Regions from separate parts of the Zea mays genome. Here region 1 is linked to region 2. A link is a contact called in public Hi-C data. All regions are on one chromosome and are shown on one strand. The core of a region is the stretch at or near the end of the contact, and the rest is flanking DNA. Distances in the headings are between cores, read along the strand shown. Region 1 holds the start of LOC100282445 (acetylglucosaminyltransferase/ transferase, transferring glycosyl groups). Region 2 holds the start of LOC100285161.

Region 1 (4,782 bases), core at 332-2,831, 230 kb after region 2:
GTATTGTCCGGTTTTGTCTGTATATAATTGGAGCAGTAAGCCTAAAATAGGTTTCGGTTGCTTGGGTTTGGATGGTAATGGTTGTGAACAATGTCGAACCTTCATTGCAGTAAAAGAACATCGTTTGATCGGAGTGCTCATGTTGAGATTCATTTCTTCCTTATCTGCAAGTATCAGATCACCAAGTTATCTTGAGTTAATATGTTGTAATCTTGTTCTTTCTTTAAAATGCCATTTTGCTTTAGTATTTCATTTTTAATTTTAGAATATATTAGTATGACAGAGAAAAGATCATACTACTTTTACTCGACTGAAGTATTCATCAACTGAAGATGGTTCTAAAAGCACGTTATAATATTTACTACACACTTCTAACCACAGAAACTCAACAATGATTAAAAGGGGTGCAGACAATGGATTAAGAGGGTGCACTAAATGCTAGGAGAATTTGAGAAAAATAATTTTTTGGTGGACCATTTAACCTTCTAAAATTGATAGAAATTGATTTGTTTCTAGATAAATTATTTATATATATCTATACTTAATCTATCTATCTATTTTTTTCTAGTAAGAACCTAATATGGGCTGCTACTACGACTTCATCCTTCCCACGACCAGCGTCCGCAAAAAATAGTGTAAAGCGAGCCCTCAAATTCACGCCCTTATGCTCTAGAAATTTAGAGCTAACCAAGAGACCATATGTATCTTAGTATTTTGAAATAAACAATAATTATATTTGCAGCCTAGGCATCGTTCCCCATGCTCCTCCGCCTCGTGACAACGCACGAGCATGTACCTATGTTGTATGATGAACTTAGTTGATGTTATAATATTTGGATCGTGATACATTACTACCGATATGAGCAGTGACAACTGGTGTGATAATAACAGATTTTCATCTATTCCATAAAACTTTCCTTTGGAACTAGTGACATAATTATATCTATAAATAAATCTGGCTATTACAATCGCCCAATCACATAAAGCGGTGTTAACGATAGATGCGTAGCCGAGGTCCAAGGCTAATACACTAATGATAATAGTTGTTAAAACTAGCTAGAGATATCAACAACCAGTTAATTGTTCAGCGGTACACATCTAAAAGCCATCTGCTAATAATTTAGCTTACTATCTATAGCCGACTCCCTATCCTATCATATATTTTAAATTCCACCTTGTAAATTGTGTAGTGTTAAAATAGTGTTTTGCACGGACATATGCACGATTTATTGAGCACGATCTTAGCTAGTTCAATCCAACTAAAATCAAGTAATATTTATCGAATTACTAGTTAACCAGTTAAATCAATTAGCAATTTTTATATAGCTAACAATTACCACCCATGCATTCGAAAAGGCTCAGACTATTTTCAGAGTACATATATTTATTTTAAACGTCATTATGTAAACTGTATAGTCTAAAAAACAAAAGGAGTTTTTATGTGGCCATATACACATATCCTACGAATTGGGGGCCGCAGCGACAAGCGTGAGGACAAAATCGTACATCTCACAATCGCAAGCGCCGGCCCGGGCGATGGATATGAGGGGCCGCCGGCCGCCGCACCAGGCACCACCGCACCGCACCGCACCACCCAAACGGCTATAATTAGGCGGTTCCAAAGGAAACGCCCCTCTCTCGCTCTTGCGGCGGCGACCCCGCGGTTTCGAGCCAATCACCGCCAAGTCCTCGACTCCAGCGCCCTTGCCTTGCCACCCCGGCCCCAGCTACCACGGGGAGCTGCAAATAACCTGCGGCCCCGAGGACCGGACAGCAAAAGCGCCCAACCGCTGGAGCTCCGCCCCGGCGATCACCCGCCGGGAACGTAGCGCCCGGCTCCACAGCCGCGCCATTCGAGCTGCTGCTCGCGCGCGGCTGGTTCTTCTCGGGGGGATTTTCTTTTTGCGGGCACCCTCCGCTCCCCCTCACCGCCCTGCCGTCAGCCGTCTCGTTTTCGGATTCGTTTGCTCCGGCGGTGGCCGACCTGCCGTGCGGGGCGCGGTGATGCCGGAGGTGGGGCAGTACGGGTACAAGAAGACCGACGGCATCTGCGACAGCGTGTGCGGCGAGGTGAGCGCCCCCCCTCCCCCTCTCGCCCCGTTCACCCGCTTTCCCCTTTCCTTCCCCGGTCAGATCTGCGTCGCGTGGCGAGGGGGTAGGTTCTTTGGCCCGCCGAGACGCTTCTCTGCCGTGGGCGCGTGGCGCATTCGGCCCGGCCGCGCGCTCGTGTCCCCGCCTGCCACGATTTGGCGTGCCATCCGCGCCGTTACGCGTCACGCGAAGTTTCGGGCTTTCGATAGGATGTTGGTTGTGGTTGGATACTGGGGCGGCTCTGCGCTTTCAGGCCGTTGCTGTTCCATGCTCGTGCGTTGTCGTTGATCTGCCCTGAAGCCCTGGTATGGGTGACGGGGTGGATTTCGTGTTGCCCGTGCCGCTGGGGAGTCCGAATTCGTCACGCCTTTTGGGTGCCAGAATCTCGCGACGTGGCCGAATCGCGTGTGTTTCAGGCATGTCTTTGGATGAGCTTAGTTGTGTGTTTTCTGCTTTCTTGATTCCATCACGCGGTCTCGTGCTGCCAGACGTTTAGGCTTTGCACCGAATTTGGGGCAGAATATTGGACTGTTATTAATCCCTTTGGATAGACAGGAAAAGCTACGGCCTTTTCTGGGAACATTACAATGTGGTGTTAGAGTGCTATTGTAACCTAAGCCTCTTTAGTTCAGTTGGGCATTGTGATATCTTAAATGCTTTGGGTTTTCTAGTTCCTAGTTTATATGGTCTTTGCTAACCTCGTGCTCGTTGTTGACTTTAGCTTTCTGCGTTTGTGCATGTAGTTGCGACATTAGGTTTTTGTTTGTTCTTTGCTGGTTCTGTGCTGTGCTAATCAGCTTCTGCTCAAGTGTTTAGCTTTTGATGACGCCTTCCTGGAAACAACAAACCCTTCTGCTCTGGAAAGTTGATGTTTGGGTTATTGCTTCAGGAGTTTATATCTCTTCGATAGGAAGGTTTTGTTTATAGCAAAGTTTTGTTGCTTTCAGGGTAGAGAGCGGGCTAATACATGTGTATGCTAGAATTTTAAATAGTTTAGTAGTTGTCTTCACAAAAATTCCTTTTGTCCACTATTGCTTGTTTGATTTCTTATATAGTTTGATGAATTCACTGCAGCCTGTGTCAAAGACAGCTCTGACGATGTCAAGGCTAAAGTGCGCTCTCCGGGGATTTGATTTAAGGGCACTTATGGTCCTCTTGATTGGTGTGCCAATTCTAATCCTAATGATATATGCGCATGGTCAGAAGGTCACATACTTCCTGCGGCCCATCTGGGAATCTCCTCCCAAGCCCTTCAAGACAATCCCTCACTACTACCATGAGAACGTCACCATGGAGAACCTGTGCAAGTTACATGGTTGGAAAGTCCGTGACTTCCCGCGTCGTGTCTTTGATGCTGTACTCTTCAGCAATGAGCTTGATATCCTGGAGATCCGCTGGAATGAGCTTAGTCCCTATGTGTCCGAGTTTGTGCTTCTTGAATCCAACTCAACCTTTACTGGCATAAAAAAGCCCCTCCACTTCAAGGAAAACAAGCACCGTTTTGGGTTCGCTAAATCACGGCTGACATATGGTAATATTGGGGGAAGGTTCGTGAAGGGGGAGAACCCATTTGTTGAGGAGTCATATCAGAGGGTTGCCCTGGACCGGCTTCTTAAGCTTGCAAGAATAGAAGACGATGACCTGCTGATCATGTCGGACGTTGATGAAATCCCGAGCGGCCACACAATCGATCTCTTAAGGTGGTGCGACGGCATTCCAGACATACTTCACCTTCAGCTCAGGAATTATCTCTACTCGTTCGAGTTTTTCCTGGACGACAAGAGCTGGAGGGCATCGATACACAAGTACCAAGCTGGAAAGACGAGGTACGCGCACTTCCGGCAGGCAGACGAGCTCCTCGCCGATTCAGGGTGGCATTGCAGCTTCTGCTTCCGCTACATAAGCGATTTCGCATTCAAGATGCAAGCGTATAGCCACGTCGACCGGATCAGGTTCAAGTACTTCCTGAACCCTGAGAGGATCCAAGATGTCATCTGCAGAGGGGCGGACCTTTTCGATATGCTTCCAGAAGAGTACACGTTCCAAGAGATCATCGCCAAGCTGGGGCCGATCCCGAGCACGTATTCTGGCGTTCATCTTCCTAGCTATCTGCTAAGGAATGTCGACCGGTTTAGATACCTTCTACCGGGCAACTGCAGGAGAGAAAGTGGCTAGGTTTTATGGCCCACTACCCTGCAACCTGTTGTGCGTGGGTGGGTGGGTGCCAGTGCCACACTGCCCCGCTGCAAAGCTGCTGTCCATGGGATATCTGTGGCAGTTCACCTGGTACGGTTGCCTAACGTAGTTGAACAAATGCTTTGGGGAAGAATTGGTTCATGGATGGGGGTGAGCACATGATTCTCTAATGTGTAATAGAACATGGGAGGAGGATCTAACGGCATAGCGCACGCTTGGTCCTGGCTGGGTGTGCATGAGCTGAGCGGTTTGTCATTGTCATTCATTACTTCCCTGATTGATATATATAAACTCAAAAAGGCTGTTGTAGATTGCAATCCAAGTGGTATTTCAGAATTACATATTGTAGAACCGGACCTTGCTCGTCAGATGATTGATACTCCCTCAGTTCTTTTTTATTTGTGCGTATAAATATTCGAGAACAGAGGGAGTATAATTTGCATATGGATTTGTTCTTACTTGATGTTTTGTTTTGTCCGTAGAACCGGTCCTTGC
Region 2 (4,811 bases), core at 2,300-4,799:
GTTCCTCAAAGCAAACAGCCTCAAAGTTTGTTCCACTCCAAACGAAAAGGATGACAAGTACTAGTTGGTCACATATAGAAGCTATTAATAACTTCTGTTGAAAGAACAAGGTAACTGGGTGGGAATGGAAGGTGAAATCTAATTGAACAAGTGCTGAACCAAATTTAGATCATTACTGACATCCTAGAGCTATACATTATTGCTATCCTGCTTTAAACTTATCATGTCCATTAGCCATTGATTAAGAAAGAAGCTATGGAGCCAAAAATGTTTATGGAATTCTAATGAGTTTTTGCTCAGAATACATCGTTTCACACATGTGGTTAACATATGTAGAACTACAAATCTAGAATACTGTCATGGCAGAAGTTTAGGCAGGAAAGGACTAGAGTTGCACCTGAGTTTCAATTACAGACGCCATTAGGAGCTCCATTTCTCGCTCCTCCTGGTCTGCAAGCATTTTAGCACGGGCAGCAGCTACACCAACAGCAGTAGCAACAGCTGCCCTCAATTGATATGCGCTAGCAATGAACTTCTTTTCCTGCTTATCTGAGTCATGAATGGAAGACAGATTTTAGATGAGCAAAGTAGAAAAGATGAGGTGGACACTGAATTTATATCAGCTTGGAATGTGACAAAATAAATCTGACATACCAGAACCACTCTGGCCATGCATCGCCGTATCCTTATTGCTAACTTTGTGGTCACTATAAGCATGCCATGCAAAAAAAATATTAGAAGGTTGCACCAACACTGGCCGACAAATGAACATATAAACAATACGAACTCATCCTTACATCTGTTGGACATGATTAGAAGCAAAAGCCTTAGTCTTATATTCTTGCTCGTTGAGGCGAAAGGCTTTCCTTGCTTGCGGGTTTTCATTGCCAAATGCTTTAATTGCGGCATCAGCAGCAGCAGCAGCAACATCTGGGCTAGCTGCTGTGGTCAGGATAGCTAACTGAGGTAGCATAAACAAATGTTAGTATGCTCCTTATTTAAAACTTATATGCATCATAAGCACGTGCACGTGAGTTTCATGACATTTTGTCATAGGCCTAGTTACCTGCTCCATCAATGAAGTGGTAGCATCCATTGAAAAAAACAATCGTCTGCGTTTTGTAGGATATTCTTCAACTGATTTATCAGCACTATCTTCACTTCCATCAATCTGCATGCCATCAGCCATTTCGGTTGAGTGACTTGAAGACTCCATAATGTGCTGGTTCGTTTTTCCATCATCTGTCTGGTTTATGTGGAGCCTGCTAACGAATTTACCATTTATTGTGCCCAGCATATGTTCGCCAAAAGGTAATTGAATAAGCATTGCTATGCATTCTGATTTATTCTTTGTGCGGACATGCTGAGCGATAAGATCCCAATCATCTCCATGTTTTAGGACTCCTTCTAAAAGGAGTAACGTCTCAGTGTCTGTCCATGCACTGGAAGCATGATTTTCCATATTCTCTTTTTTGTCACCAGGACATTTATTCGCCTCTTCCTTGATATTATCATTATTGCTTTTGGAACATTTTGAACATACTTTAAAACCATCCTGAAAGTGAATATGGGAAATGTTAATGAATACAGAGCAAATATTTCCCAATTCTCATCACTGCTTGATGTACCCATAAGAACAAAATGTACAATTCAATCAATGCGTAGCTGCTACCACAGCTTAGTGGAAAGAGCCACTTGGCAATATGACAAAATATCCACTAGAACTGAGTGAGCAGATTGTGTGTGCAGGAATTCAAACCAGATTTTAGCATCTTTTGACAGAGAAGAGGGGTCCATTTTATCATCTACGGATCTACCAACCTCACCTTGTCATCTGGTCCAAAGGAAAATATATGTTTTTCATCTCCCATGGCAATTATTATCTACAGAACATACTAATGAGTGAATTCTCGAATGTTACCAAATGAAAATTTTAAGTTTCAAAATACTCTAATCCTAGGGACTAGACATTTACATAGCAAACATTTCCAAGAGACTAGCTAAATGACTCATCAAACCAAATTTTGGCTACTTAATAGCAAAATAACTCAAACAGACTAGCCATTCAACTCGCCAAGATATCCGCCTCACTATCCAAACTTGGCTAGCCACTTCGGCTATCCAAACAAACTTGCATGTTGGAGAGTCTGTTAGAATGAGATACTACATATAGAGTTTAATCTTTATAAAGAGGTAAATAGAGAGTCAAAAATAAAGAGTCCTTGGAGATGCTCTTAGGGGATGTTTGGTTTTCAGGGACTAATTTTCAGTCCCTCTATTTTAGTCTCTTTAGTCCCCCAAATTGCCAAACACAGGGACTAAAAGAGTAATTTAGGGACTAAAAAGGACTAAAAATTAGTCCCTAGAAACCAAACACCCCCTTAATACTACCTCTGTTCTCGAATATTTGTCCACCGTCAGTTCATTTTTTAACTAAAACGCGACAAATAAAAAAGAACGGAGGGAGTAATATACAGTACTACAGTAGCACCAGTTATTATTTGCCCCATCTTTCATTTTCTTGGAGCTTACTCTATGTTACCTGTTTTGACAAAAATGGATATATCAGTTCAAAACGACCTACACAAGTTTGCAGTATTTCTCAAGCATGCTGGAAATGTCCATGAACATATACCCTAGATACTATGACTTGCTTTCATTTGAGCTGTAGCTTTTAGGCACTGCATATTCCACATTCTACCTTTTAGGTTTTAGCACCACTACATAGTCCTAAACCCAAAACTACTGAAAAAACAACAATGTCATGGGGGGAAAACCTTTTTTGGAGCTTTCATAGTACCTGCAGCGTCTCAACATCCGCACCATTGCACTCCTCACCGCAAAAACCGCATATAGGCGCCTTCCCAGGTGCCCATTCCCCGAACACATCACTGTAGGAGGTCAGCGGCGGCAACCGGAATTCGTTCTCCTTCTCCCCGCCCGCCGCTACACGCTTCTCTTCGGCGAAGTAGGACGCTGGAGGACGCGGCGTCACCTGCAGACCCACGGGCGCCTCCACGACGACCCCCACCTCCTGCTGCCGCGACGCGGGGACCGAGGACGAGGAGGCCGAGAAGTTGATGAGGCCGGAGGAGTCGAGGAAGGCAAAGAGCTTCCGGAGGAGCGTGACGTCCCCGACAAGCGCCCTGCGGACCTCGGTGAAAGTGAGGCGGCGCGCCGGGTCCTCCCGGTATTTGGCGATGATGAAGTCGCGGTACTCGCGGTAGATCCGCGGGTTCCGCGTCGCCGTCCCGAACCCAGCGCCGCCTGCCCCTCCGAAGAACTCCGGCAGCGCCCGCCGCTCCGTCTCGTGGATCCCGTCCCACCGGAACCAACCTGTGGGGTGGCGGAAGCAGACAAGGAATTCAGTCAGGCGGCCGGCTCAGCGGGGGTAACCCTAGTAGGAGCACGCGGGGAAGAAGGGCGCGCCGAGAGAGAATTCTTACCGGATGATGCCGGGATGGTGTAGAGCTCGCGCGGCGACGGAGGCGTCCCGTCGCCGGAGTTGGCGGCCGCGCCGGCAGCCGGCGGCGACATGGCGGGGGGACGGGAAGATGGGGTCAGACGGGGAGAGGCAGAGACGAAAGATCTGGGCCGTCGGATCTCGGATTGACGGGGTTTAAGGCGTGGTCTGGCTTCGGGCTCGGGCGGTCGGAACTGGGAAAGAGCAATGGCCGGGCTGGGCCGGGCAGGAGCCGCAAGACTTGCGGCCTGCGGTGGGCAGTGGCGGCGCGCAAGGACGACGATGATTTCTATGTCTCCGTAGGGCCACGTGTGTAAGTTGGTCCCGTGGCATGGGCCTTAAGGCCCTTTAAGCTTCAGTTAAGTTGGGCCGGGATGGAAGTTTTCGCACGGCTAGTTGCCCTTCTCTAATCCGAATGAAACCTTCCAGATATAAATAAATCAGTTCATTTGTTCCAAATTACAAGTTTTTTTTAACTTTTTAGTGTAAAAAAATAACTTCATAACTTCGTAGTTATTAAAAAAAAGAGTGCGCAACCAAAAAAAGAAAGTCGTCTGTCTGGTTGAAAGTGGGAGCCTGCTAGGAAGGAAAATGAACAACATTTAATAAGGGTACGGTTGGAAACTAGGCTCCAAATTAATCATGTCTTGGTATGTGAGATGTTGTCTGAAACGACTTCTAAAAGGAACCGGAGGGAGCGGCGTGAGAGAGGGAAGAGAGAGAACAATGGTTGCATTGCGGATGGATAAGGGAGGATAGAGAGACGGCATCGTTGTGACGTAGTGACGAGGACAGAGTAGTATGAGCTGGTTGTGGGCCGAATCATGCTTTCTTCCTTCATCTTATTCCTGTTTTTCATTTCATCATCTTGTTGCTATTTTGCTGCTTCACATGTTGGAGAAATTTGTAATTTTTTCACTCTTAATTTTGGCTTCCTGTTATTATGTCATCTTGTGTCTATGACTGATGGGACCATCTGTGTCTATGATTTGTAAGTCCGATGACATATTGACGAAGCCCACAAATGATAATGGCAAAATTGTCAATGTCTCCACATGTTGCTATGGTGTTGCCTCAGCTCGCCTTATGAACGTCTCGACGTTTTGGGTGAGATGGTACAGGTCACCACACTTCGTCTTACGGCCCTACAACCCAAGGCCATTATCTCTAGGTCATTGTAAATGCATTGTTGTCAAATGGTAGATCCCGACCATACACATGAGTAACTGAATTAACGAGACACATAGAGCATCTAATATAGAGTTCGATTTGTTGAAGACTGCATGCAGAAACATGGAGGTGTTCGTGATGCAGCTTCTCCGACATTATAGATGGGGATCTATTATAG

The links. Hi-C and Micro-C count contacts between places; a contact is called where the count stands out from the background.
Region 1: a Hi-C map of leaf mesophyll shows a contact between it and region 2, with 8 times the contacts expected there. The contact joins the promoter of LOC100282445 here to the promoter of LOC100285161 in region 2. A contact is called at or near these places in 3 of 25 Hi-C or Micro-C datasets (ear, leaf mesophyll and tassel).

Annotation. Positions count from the first base shown.
Region 1 is chr2:38,995,273-39,000,054 of Zm-B73-REFERENCE-NAM-5.0, forward strand. LOC100282445 (acetylglucosaminyltransferase/ transferase, transferring glycosyl groups) reads left to right here and starts at 1,582. Exons shown (of 2, transcript NM_001176244.1): 1 at 1,582-2,070; 2 at 3,166-4,683. The coding sequence starts at 2,005. The coding sequence ends at 4,266.
Region 2 is chr2:38,763,340-38,768,150 of Zm-B73-REFERENCE-NAM-5.0, forward strand. LOC100285161 reads right to left here and starts at 3,550. Exons shown (of 7, transcript NM_001370702.1): 1 at 3,447-3,550; 2 at 2,801-3,336; 3 at 1,067-1,555; 4 at 798-961; 5 at 655-707; 6 at 398-549. The coding sequence starts at 3,537.